2 separate regions of the Macaca mulatta genome follow, and region 1 is linked to region 2. A link is a contact called in public Micro-C data. All regions are on one chromosome and are shown on one strand. The core of a region is the stretch at or near the end of the contact, and the rest is flanking DNA. Distances in the headings are between cores, read along the strand shown.

Evidence for each region. Hi-C and Micro-C count contacts between places; a contact is called where the count stands out from the background.
Region 1: a contact with region 2 is called in a Micro-C map of CD4 T cells, with 8 times the contacts expected there. The contact joins the promoter of WBP11 here to the promoter of H4C16 in region 2. A contact is called at or near these places in 3 of 14 Hi-C or Micro-C datasets (CD4 T cells, fetal cortex germinal zone and liver).

What each region holds. Positions count from the first base shown.
Region 1 is chr11:17,240,074-17,245,184 of T2T-MMU8v2.0, forward strand. WBP11 (WW domain binding protein 11) reads right to left here and starts at 2,256. Exons shown (of 12, transcript NM_001257936.1): 1 at 2,148-2,256; 2 at 145-253. The coding sequence starts at 208. It overlaps SMCO3 (single-pass membrane protein with coiled-coil domains 3), which reads right to left. Exons shown (of 1, transcript NM_001190832.1): 1 at 4,809-5,111. The coding sequence ends at 4,809.
Region 2 is chr11:17,205,928-17,210,540 of T2T-MMU8v2.0, forward strand. H4C16 (H4 histone 16) reads right to left here and starts at 2,375. Exons shown (of 1, transcript XM_015151192.3): 1 at 1-2,375. The coding sequence starts at 2,328. The coding sequence ends at 2,017.

The DNA.
Region 1 (5,111 bases), core at 1,006-3,505, 34 kb after region 2:
ATGTTCCCATCCAAACACTGAATATACAATTTATTCCTCCTATCACTGCTGGTCTTGTAATTAAGCCACAGAGAAATAAATTCCCTAATATGTGCAATTTTTAACACTCTCCTACTTCATCATTCCACACTAATGGACACTTACGGGCTTGGTCTGTGGGGTTCATAAATTTTCCACTCTTGGTGGATGATGTAGATCTCCGTCCCATGTTGACAATTTGTATGGTTTACTTGTTCATTAAAAAAAGAAAAACCTGTGAAGGTGAAGACAAAGAAATAGCTTATATCTCCTAAATTTATTTCTTCCTTTTTCTAGTCCCTACCAATCTCTGAAAAAAAAATTCCTTTAATTAGAAATTCTGTGAGACTGTTCTTTCCTTAGTTTTGACTTTAATGTCCAAGAAAGATGGCATTAAGTTTCTTTACCATGAAAATTTAGATCTCCATCATTCTTTGGAAATGTGATGAGTGTGAAGACCACTTTGAATATCCTCAAGTCATTACTTTATCTTTTTTCTTATGGATCACAGCACTGACTTTGTCAACTGATAAAAAAACAACTAGAAAATGCTTTAACGATATGGCACAAACCATGAACATCAGAATTCATTAGTCCTTCTTCTATAACCTCCCTTTATTAACACGTAATTGTAAAAGAAGAATACGAACGGAATGGGGGTAATGGATCTAGGCTCAAAACAAACACCTCACCCTTGCCTCGCTCCATGGTTTTTCTTGGCATGTATGCTGTACATTCTCAACACTTCTAAGACACTAAAAACTCATTCATTTAAGCATATTTAATTCAGATATAATGCTTGACTCTCAAGAGTTCAAAACACAACTAAAAATGCAAGTATTTGAAATTAGTGCTACACTGAGAGCTCCCCAAAATTTAAATATTAAGACACATATTTTTCTAATACCTGACTCCCAATATATATTTCTTAAGGTAACTAAAGGGAATACTTATTCTTGTTTGAGGAAAAAATATTTTGTAAGCTAAAACTTTTATTAACACAATACCCTATTACATGACTTCTTCCTCTTATTCCAAAAGAATGGGGCTTAATTTTTTGAAGCATTCTTTCCAGTAACAAAGGTGGACAAATTTGTTTCCTTTTGCAAGTAGACACTTTTTAAAGGGAAGAAAGGGAAGATTTTCAGACCAGTTTGTTACAGTTAATGTGTCTTTCGCCAAGTGTCCAATTGCCCCGAAAGCCAGATGTTTCAGAAAGCTAGATGTTTCATAGCTGTTCTGGTGGCAATTACTTCAAGACGGTGGTGTCAAAGGCTCTGATTTTTAGCTTCCTCATCTAAAAAATGGGGACATCAATTACTTTATAACAAAGCTCTGATGATACAACGGGATTACAAATAAAATATCTTGTGATGTTTGACTCACTATTTAACTATAATCTTTATAATGGATCCATATTCCTGCCCTAGCTACCATACACCCTGTCAAGTGGTTTCCTTCTCAGAAAAACTGGGGGGTGGAGGTGTGGGTGGGAGAGCAGCAGGGAGTAGGAGGTAGGGAAGGAAGAAAACATGCAAAATTCGTACAAATACAAGCTCTCCCATCTTTGATTGCCTGCGTTTTTCGTGCTTTCCTTTCTCAAGCGGGCTCATGTTCTGAATCTCCTCCCCCACAAATGAAACACAACGGATACGAATTACAGAGAATTTTACGGAAGATACGGGAGCTTAAGTCTGCAAAGATTAGTTTTTTGTCTACAAGCGGGGGCGACTGGAAAAATCAAGCCAAATAACCGTTGGGGAACTGTAAATAGCCAAAAAACCTTCAATGGGATAGGGTCCAGGTCCACCAAAGGAGGCAACACCAGCAACTGCCGAAACCATAGTGACGGTTGACCGACCATGACTCGAGGTACAAGACGTCAAACCTAAGGCTACCAATCAACGTGCATAGGAAGCGGCCCCAACCGCCCCGGGCGATGCCAACCGCGTAACCACTGGTCGCCGCGCCACCCCAGGCCCTGGAATACCCCAGTCCGCAACCGGGAGACCCCAGCCGGGGAGAGGAGGAGCGGGGCAAAGGGACTGGGTGTCCCCCAAGCCACTGCGCGGGCCGTGGAAGGGACGAAAGAGATGAGGAAAAGAAGTAGAGCAACTCCATACACTCACACTTCTGCTGTGCTCCCAGGACTACGAGAAGCGGGCAGGGGGCGATTCCCGGCCTCTTTCACTTCGTAAGGGCCTTCAACTCGGCCTCTCGGTCTACCCCTCAGCTACCGCCATCTTGAAACCTCGCGCCCCTCCGCAATCCTTACGTCATTTCCCATTCCTCTGTCCCGCTGTCTCTTAGCGCAGCTCGGCCCTAGAACCATAGAGAATACTCAAGAATTCCAGGACCAGAGTCTCTTCCGGTCCCATACAATACTCCATTGGTTGGTTGTCGGCTAAGAGCCCGCCTCATTGCGCTCATCTAGTACAATAGGAATTGAAAGAAGATAGCTGCTATCTGATTGGCTGACGGTCCTGTCTCTCAAGTTGGAGGCGTTCTGACCTAGTTGCTGGGGGCGTAATGCGTTGACCTGTCCGAGAACGGTACTTTCTGCAGATGCAGAAGCGTTCCGCGTTTTGTGTCTCTTGGAATTACGTTAGTTTTTGGATTTTTATGTTTCTTATGACGCAAGCAGGTGCGATCCTTTAGGGGTGTCTCCGTTTGTAAACGAATACCCAGATAACATTTGCTACTGAGTTTAATCCGCTTTGTAAGCATCAGGTTATCCCATGTGGGCGTCTGGTACGTGTGGAAATTTAATAGACGCGCAGAACAGAACATTTGTAGACCACCTGAACAAATAAATCAGCACCCGTATTAGAGTCGCAAATTGCTTATACGGGCGGTGATTTATTATTTATTTATTAGTAGTGTTCTGAAGAAGAAATACGGGGATACATATGCAGTCGGTTTTAAGTTTATGAGTGGCAAGGTTGATATATATTGGCCGTATTCCCTACTGGTCTATTCACCAGCCAAAAGTCCTCTATGATGTCACTCTACGTACAGGATTATTCACTTAACTCTAGCCTTTGCCCTTTCCTTACCTACTATCCCCTCTTTCCCTGAGTCAGCCCCCACTTATTTCCCTTAAAGGTAAGTTTAAACATTTAAAAAACTATCTTAGAGGGTACGCTTGGTTATTTCTAATCTTAACCAGACTATCCCTTGTAGGAAGTCTATTCTTACCACCAGTTATAAATATTTCAAAATATTGTTGGAGATACATATTAATTTTTGGCAGAATCTTTAAACTGCCCTTGAAGGTAATATGATCGGTCCTATACCTAAACTTACCTTTGTGTTAGGAAATTCTTGATTTGATTTTAGATTGAATTTCAGTGTCGGAAAGCAATGACAAGATCTGGTAGGTTAAAGCTGATAAACCAGGTAAAACATAAAAAAGAAAATAATCTTGAATTTTGAAGATGAACTAAGTTGTAATATTTTGCAACTTGTTTTTTTTTCTTCTTAACACCATATTAGTGGTCATAGTTTTGCAACTCGTTTTGAAAAACAATGCGAGAAGAGAAAGAGAAAACAAACTGTTTGTTGGAAATATTAAAGTCTTTCATGTAGCTAAAATTTTTCCTGTAGCTAATATTATTAAGATAGGCTGAGCAGTTTTTATTTCAATACATTTCTTGTACTTGGATGGGAGAATCAGCTATAACAAACGCAGTCTGGCATCAACAGCATATTAATAATTTTGTCAGTATAGACTAAAAGAGTCCTCATGGGAATTACTTACTGGCAAAGGATTTAGAAAACAAACACATCTGCAGAGATTCAGCTGAACCATTAATAGGCCTCTATAGCCTTTGGCGTTTTCTAAAATCAGGTAATTAGTGAAATGGCCCACCTAATGCGTCGTGTATCAAAGGCAGCTGCCTCCTTTTTGCTAGTGTTGAAAATGAAATTATATTAATTTTTCTGAAAACATAATAAAGTATGACTTTCCTTTAAATGACAAATGCTTTGAGAGTAGTGACCTTCTATTCTGCATCCTAAATGCATTTTATTCCTGTGAGCTGTGTTTTGCTTGCTTGTCTTTTAAATGTTTCAGTGTTTGAACATTCACTTGAGCGATATTTAATCATCACAATTGGTCAGGGTTGATTGCAGTTACAGAAACAGGACCTTGATGTTTTTAGTTTTGATTTTTACCATTTTCAAATCCATCCAGTTTACATTGTGTAATTAGTAGACTTTTATAGATCTGTTTCCTGTCCTAATTGAAGCAAATTGTTACAAATCATTTTTCAGTCTCTTCTAGTTTATGAAAAACAGATTTACTCTGATGGTCAAAAATATGATAGTATTTCTGTCTCATTTGAAGGCCTAGGGTTTGTGTCTAGGCAGAAGTTACTAAGTATGTCCCCTTATAACTAAATGATGTTTGAAGCTGGTGGTAGAAATGAAAGTCTCTGCAGTCAACGTAAAATTTAAGAATTTTAATGAAATTAGAAAAGGAAAAAGTAACCTCTATACTTGCTACTCTATGACAGCATTTACCCCAATGTTGATCTGGTAGAGCAGGGTGTGAAAACATCCAGTGGGATAATTTTTTTTTACCTCATAGCGTCTAGCACCAACTCATCCAGGCATTGGCTCTAAACTCATCTAGTCATCTAGTCTTGGCATCCCCAATTTCCCTCTCCAAATTGTTTATCCTATTTAAGTCCATATTGGAAGCTTATAGAAAATGAACCTAATCAAGGAAGCAAACACTGTTACTGAAAAGGAAGCAGAAAAACTTCAGTGGCAAATAAGATGGCTGTTCATTTCATTTGGTGTTTCACTAGATTGGTGACCTCAGTAATGGCATGATTATATTTTTCTGAGGCTGACTTGAATTCCACCAGATGCTTCTCATAACTTTTGATGGCTGCTTGAAGCTGTGTTTTTTCCACTGCTCCCAGGATGGCACGGACAATCATATCTATGCCAAGGCCAAGAACAGCAACTCCAATACTACCAAGGAGAGAAGCACCAATTTGAGCTAACACAGTGACCAGCTTGTTAATTATGCCAGTTGTGATATTTGAGCCCACAAGTTTAACAGCGACTGCACTGGCTGCAGA
Region 2 (4,613 bases), core at 1,125-3,624:
TGAAACCCAAAATCACACATTTGGTCATGCAACAAATATTAAGGGTACGGAAGCATGTCAGACTCTATTTCTTTTAAGTAACTCAATTTTTCACTTGCATTAAAGAACACTGAGCTTCTGCGAGTGTCTCACTGTCCTAGAAATTAAACTAACACCAGTATTGTGTACTCACTTGAAGTCTTTATGGAGTAGGAGAAAGTACTTAGAAGTGACATGTCAGCAGAAAGGAACCCGGGTGCCTTCCTGGCAGAAGAGGAGGCAATGTCAAGATCTAGCGGTGCGGAATCCTTCGCCAGTTGGGTTCAAATCTTGGCTCCAGTTCTTTAATCCCTGGGGCTGGGAAACTCCCTTAGAGTGACTTCAGCCCACCACACCAAGGAAGCTAAATGACTTCTCCATGTTTAGAAAAGCTAGAGTGAGACCAAGCGTGGTGGCTCACGCCTGTAATCCCAGCACTTTGGGAGGCGGAGGCGGGTGGCTCACTTGAGGCCAGGAGTTCAAGACCAGCCTGGCCAACATGGTGAAACCCCGTCTCTACTAAAAAATACAAAAACTAGCCGGGCGTGGTGGCGCAGGCCTGTAATCCCAGCTACTAGGGCGGGTGAGGCAGGTGAATCGCTTGAACCCACGAGGCGGAGGCTGCAGTGAGCCGAGATCACGCCACTGCACTCCAGCCTGGCTGGCAGAGCGAGACTCGGTCTTGAAAAGAAAGGCAAAAAGAAAAACTAGAGAAGAGGCAGATTGGTTAACGCGGCATGGATCACACCGCATCCTGGGGTGCTAAATCTAATGAGAAGTTAGGAAGGACAGAGCTAGGTGTAGAGCGAGGCTGTTAGGCGGAGCTTTACCGGAGGCCGGCACGGCCCCTACGGCCTGCACCCAGGCTGATCACCAGGTCTTCAGCCTCTACCCTTGCCTACTGGAAAGTGTGCTTAACTGGTCGCCCCTGCGCCCCACCTTTCCCCAGGACCCTCACTACACCCCGGGAGTACTGGGTAGGACCACGCGGCTTGCTAATCCCACAGCTGTCTCTCTTACTTTCTCACTGAACTGACTAGAACCCAACCCGCCGCCCGTTTCCTTTCTAGACCCCCAGGCTGCTCTGAACAGGGCCTTTACTTGGAAGCCAGGGCTTATCTTTCGGCGACCGGGTCATTTGTGATAGGAATGACACTGCCCGGAGCGGAGGACTCCCGGCAACTTGGCGACCCGCAGGTGGAGATCTGGCTTTCCATGCCGGCGTGACCTCCACTGCCTGCCTGCCAACTCCACGCCCGCCGCCAGGTGGCCGAGCAGGACGCCACCCGCTCGGCGTAGGCAACTTTACGCAGCTGGCTACCGGAAGGGGCAGGGTGCCGCGAGTTTCGCCCAGCCGCCTTACTCTCAGCGTCTGAGCTTGGTCACCTCTCACTCAGGACGTCAGCAACGAATTAAAATAGTACCCAGTAAGACTACAACGCGCCACACTAGGGCTGCATTCAGCGCTTTCGGGCTTGCAGGTAGCGGCGTCCTCCCATTTCCTGCGACTTAGCAGGCCCTGCACACGCACGAACCGCCCTCTGACGCGTGACGCTCACCCCTAAAGGTCGGCGGGAAGTCACCTAAGCCCTGATTTACATGGAAGCCATCCATAACGTGCTTAAGGGCCAACGACTCGGCCGCTTAAAAACCCATGACCAGTTCTAACACTGGGGCTTTGTAGAAACACTCTTCTAAACAAAATCCGCAGCCTGGATTTTAGGTGCACAGAAGTGGGAGGTCACTACTGCGTTGCACGGCACCTCCCAGGGCCCTTCCTAAGCACAGGCGGAGTCCCCTCTATGAGGTCTAGTCGTCCCCGCTCCAGCCAAGCCTAATCCCGGGCAGATGATCGGGTCGCGAATGTCCCACTCCCGGTATCCGGAAGGCGGCATCATATTTACCCGGTATCTAGGAAGTGTTAACAGCTCTTTCTGTGACAGTTTGGGGGCCCTGAAAAGGGCCTTTTGGAGTCTGGAGAGAAGCTGTGGGGACAGCTCAGCCGCCGAAACCATAGAGGGTGCGACCCTGGCGTTTCAGCGCGTACACCACATCCATGGCAGTGACGGTCTTGCGCTTGGCGTGCTCCGTGTAAGTCACCGCGTCGCGGATCACGTTCTCCAGGAAGACTTTGAGGACTCCCCGGGTCTCCTCGTAGATGAGACCAGAGATGCGCTTGACGCCCCCACGTCGGGCGAGACGGCGAATCGCGGGCTTTGTAATGCCTTGGATATTGTCCCGCAACACCTTCCGGTGGCGCTTGGCGCCTCCCTTACCCAGCCCCTTGCCGCCTTTACCGCGCCCAGACATTCTGAAGTCACAGCTCCTACTTAGCAGAAAAGCGGGCAGCCTACTGTGATTGCCGGGCGCAGACCAGGGCTTATAGTCTCTCGATGCGGACCTGTTTGAAAACATGAAAAAGTGGGAGGAGCTCTAGGCCCCACCTCTAGAGACGTGCTATAGTTGTTAAATCCAGGAAGCAGTCAGCGAAACCAGCCTGATTTTTTTGTTGTTTGCTCTTTTGGGAAAACTTTTTCTGATATTTGGAGAAAGGTTCATGGTGATACATTTTAAAGTTCAAACAGTATGAGCTAATAGAATTTATATTGCCTTTTTTCAGCCCTTAAATAAAAATAGGCCAGATCCTATGAACGTTCCTTGTTCTGTCTCTCCCTCCCTCCCTCCTTCTAATCATGTTTTTCCAAACGGAATTCCTGACTTACTGTGAAACTCAATAAAAACCTGAAAAGCTTTACATCTGAGATTGCAAAGCAATTACTTAAAAATTTTCACATGTGGGTCTTTTAAAGACATAGTAGGGGGGGAGGACTTTTTTTTTCCCACTTTTGCGGCCCTGCAGAGAATTAAGATACTTTCAATTGAAAAAAAACAAGCCCAGCTTCCCGGCCCCCACCTACACTCCACCCCCACCTCCCCCAACCCCCGCCATTCCCCTTTCAGCTGCTTCTGCGCAATTTGCAGGTTTTCCTGCCCTGCAAGAGCCTGTGTGCTTTTCAACTAAGTAACTTCCTATGGTTATTTAGTTGAAATATTGTAAATGTCTTATGTCATTCAAATCTCAGGTTCTCATCTCACATTTTCCACTTAAAAATTCAAAGTTCTTGTAAAATAGTGGATGCCACAATCATGACTTGGAATAATGATTTCTACTGCAAATCCCCTCAGGAGGTTCTGAATCCCTTCCTTTCTCAAGAGAATCCCTGAACAAAAACGAAAGTTTCTGTGAGGTGTCACCGGTCTTCGAAGGTGTCAGGACCCTGTCTTCTCTAAAGGTCTGACTGTGTTAAAAAGCAGCTGTTATTTAGAGGATGATTCATAAGTCTTTCCCAAGGTACTTAATTAAGATTCTGAGCAATGTATTTTAGTAAGTGGGGCTCTTTGTACCTGGTCTTGAAGATAAGCCTTTACAGCAGGAAGGCTTTATGGTAAATTTTTATTATATTTCTAAATGCTTATAGTTAACATTTGTTTCAATCTTTGCCCATCTTCATAACCCAAAAGGTATTTCTTTTTCTTTTACTTTTTGTTAAAGATAAAAGAGTTGGAACACTTTCTTGAATGGCTGGAAAAAGTCCTGCATGCTCGAACTTCACTCCATGATTTTAATACTTTACTCAGAGGGAAGAGGAAAAGTCTATCAGATCTTGAAGGGATAAGAATTATTGTAATGGGGCTGGGCGCGGTGGCTCACGCCTGTAATCCCAGATCTTTGGGAGGTCGGATCACGAGGTCAGGAGATCGAGACCATCCTGACTAACATGGTGAAACCCCGTCTCTACTAAAAATACTTAAAAATTAGCCGGGCGTGGTGGCGGGCGCCTGTAGTCCCAGCTGCTAGAGAGGCTGAGGCACGAGAATGGCGTGAACCCGGGTGGCGGAGCTTGCAGTGAGCCGAGATCTCGCCACTGCACTCCAGCCTGGGCGACAGAGCAAGACTCTGTCTCAAATATATATATATATATATATATATATATATATATATATATATATATATATGGTAAAATAGGTTGACTTACTTATACTCACTTTCTAAGAAATCAAGGCTAGAATATTTTCAAATCAGAAATCTCTTGCTTATTAGAATAAAAGAAAAAAATCGTGTCCAAAATAGTAATAGTCTCAAAAACTCCTGAAAATTCCATCCATGATACAGGCGAAAATTTAAGCTAGTTTACAGAACTCATTCCAGGAACATCTCGTTAAAAACTGTATCAGAGATTTGTACGTCCATTTATTTGGTATATCTAAGAGTTGTTGGATGCTTACTAACGTATTTAATTTTCAAAACACTTTGATACAGATACAGGAGTCAAATAACTTATCCAAGATCACTGCTTAGTGGTGAAGCCAGGATGTAGGCTGAGGCAGACTGGCTCCAGAAAGGCCGCCTTTATAAAGCATGGCAATAGCTCTGAAGACATTTATTGAGTCCCCAGTATGGGTTAATCATTGTTCTAGGCAGTAATGACATTTACATAAATACTTGAAAATGTTATTTCAATGAAGTCAAATCTTTATTCGGATAGGGAGAAGGTAAATTTGTTTTACTTTAAATGAATCCATGTAAAATGTTT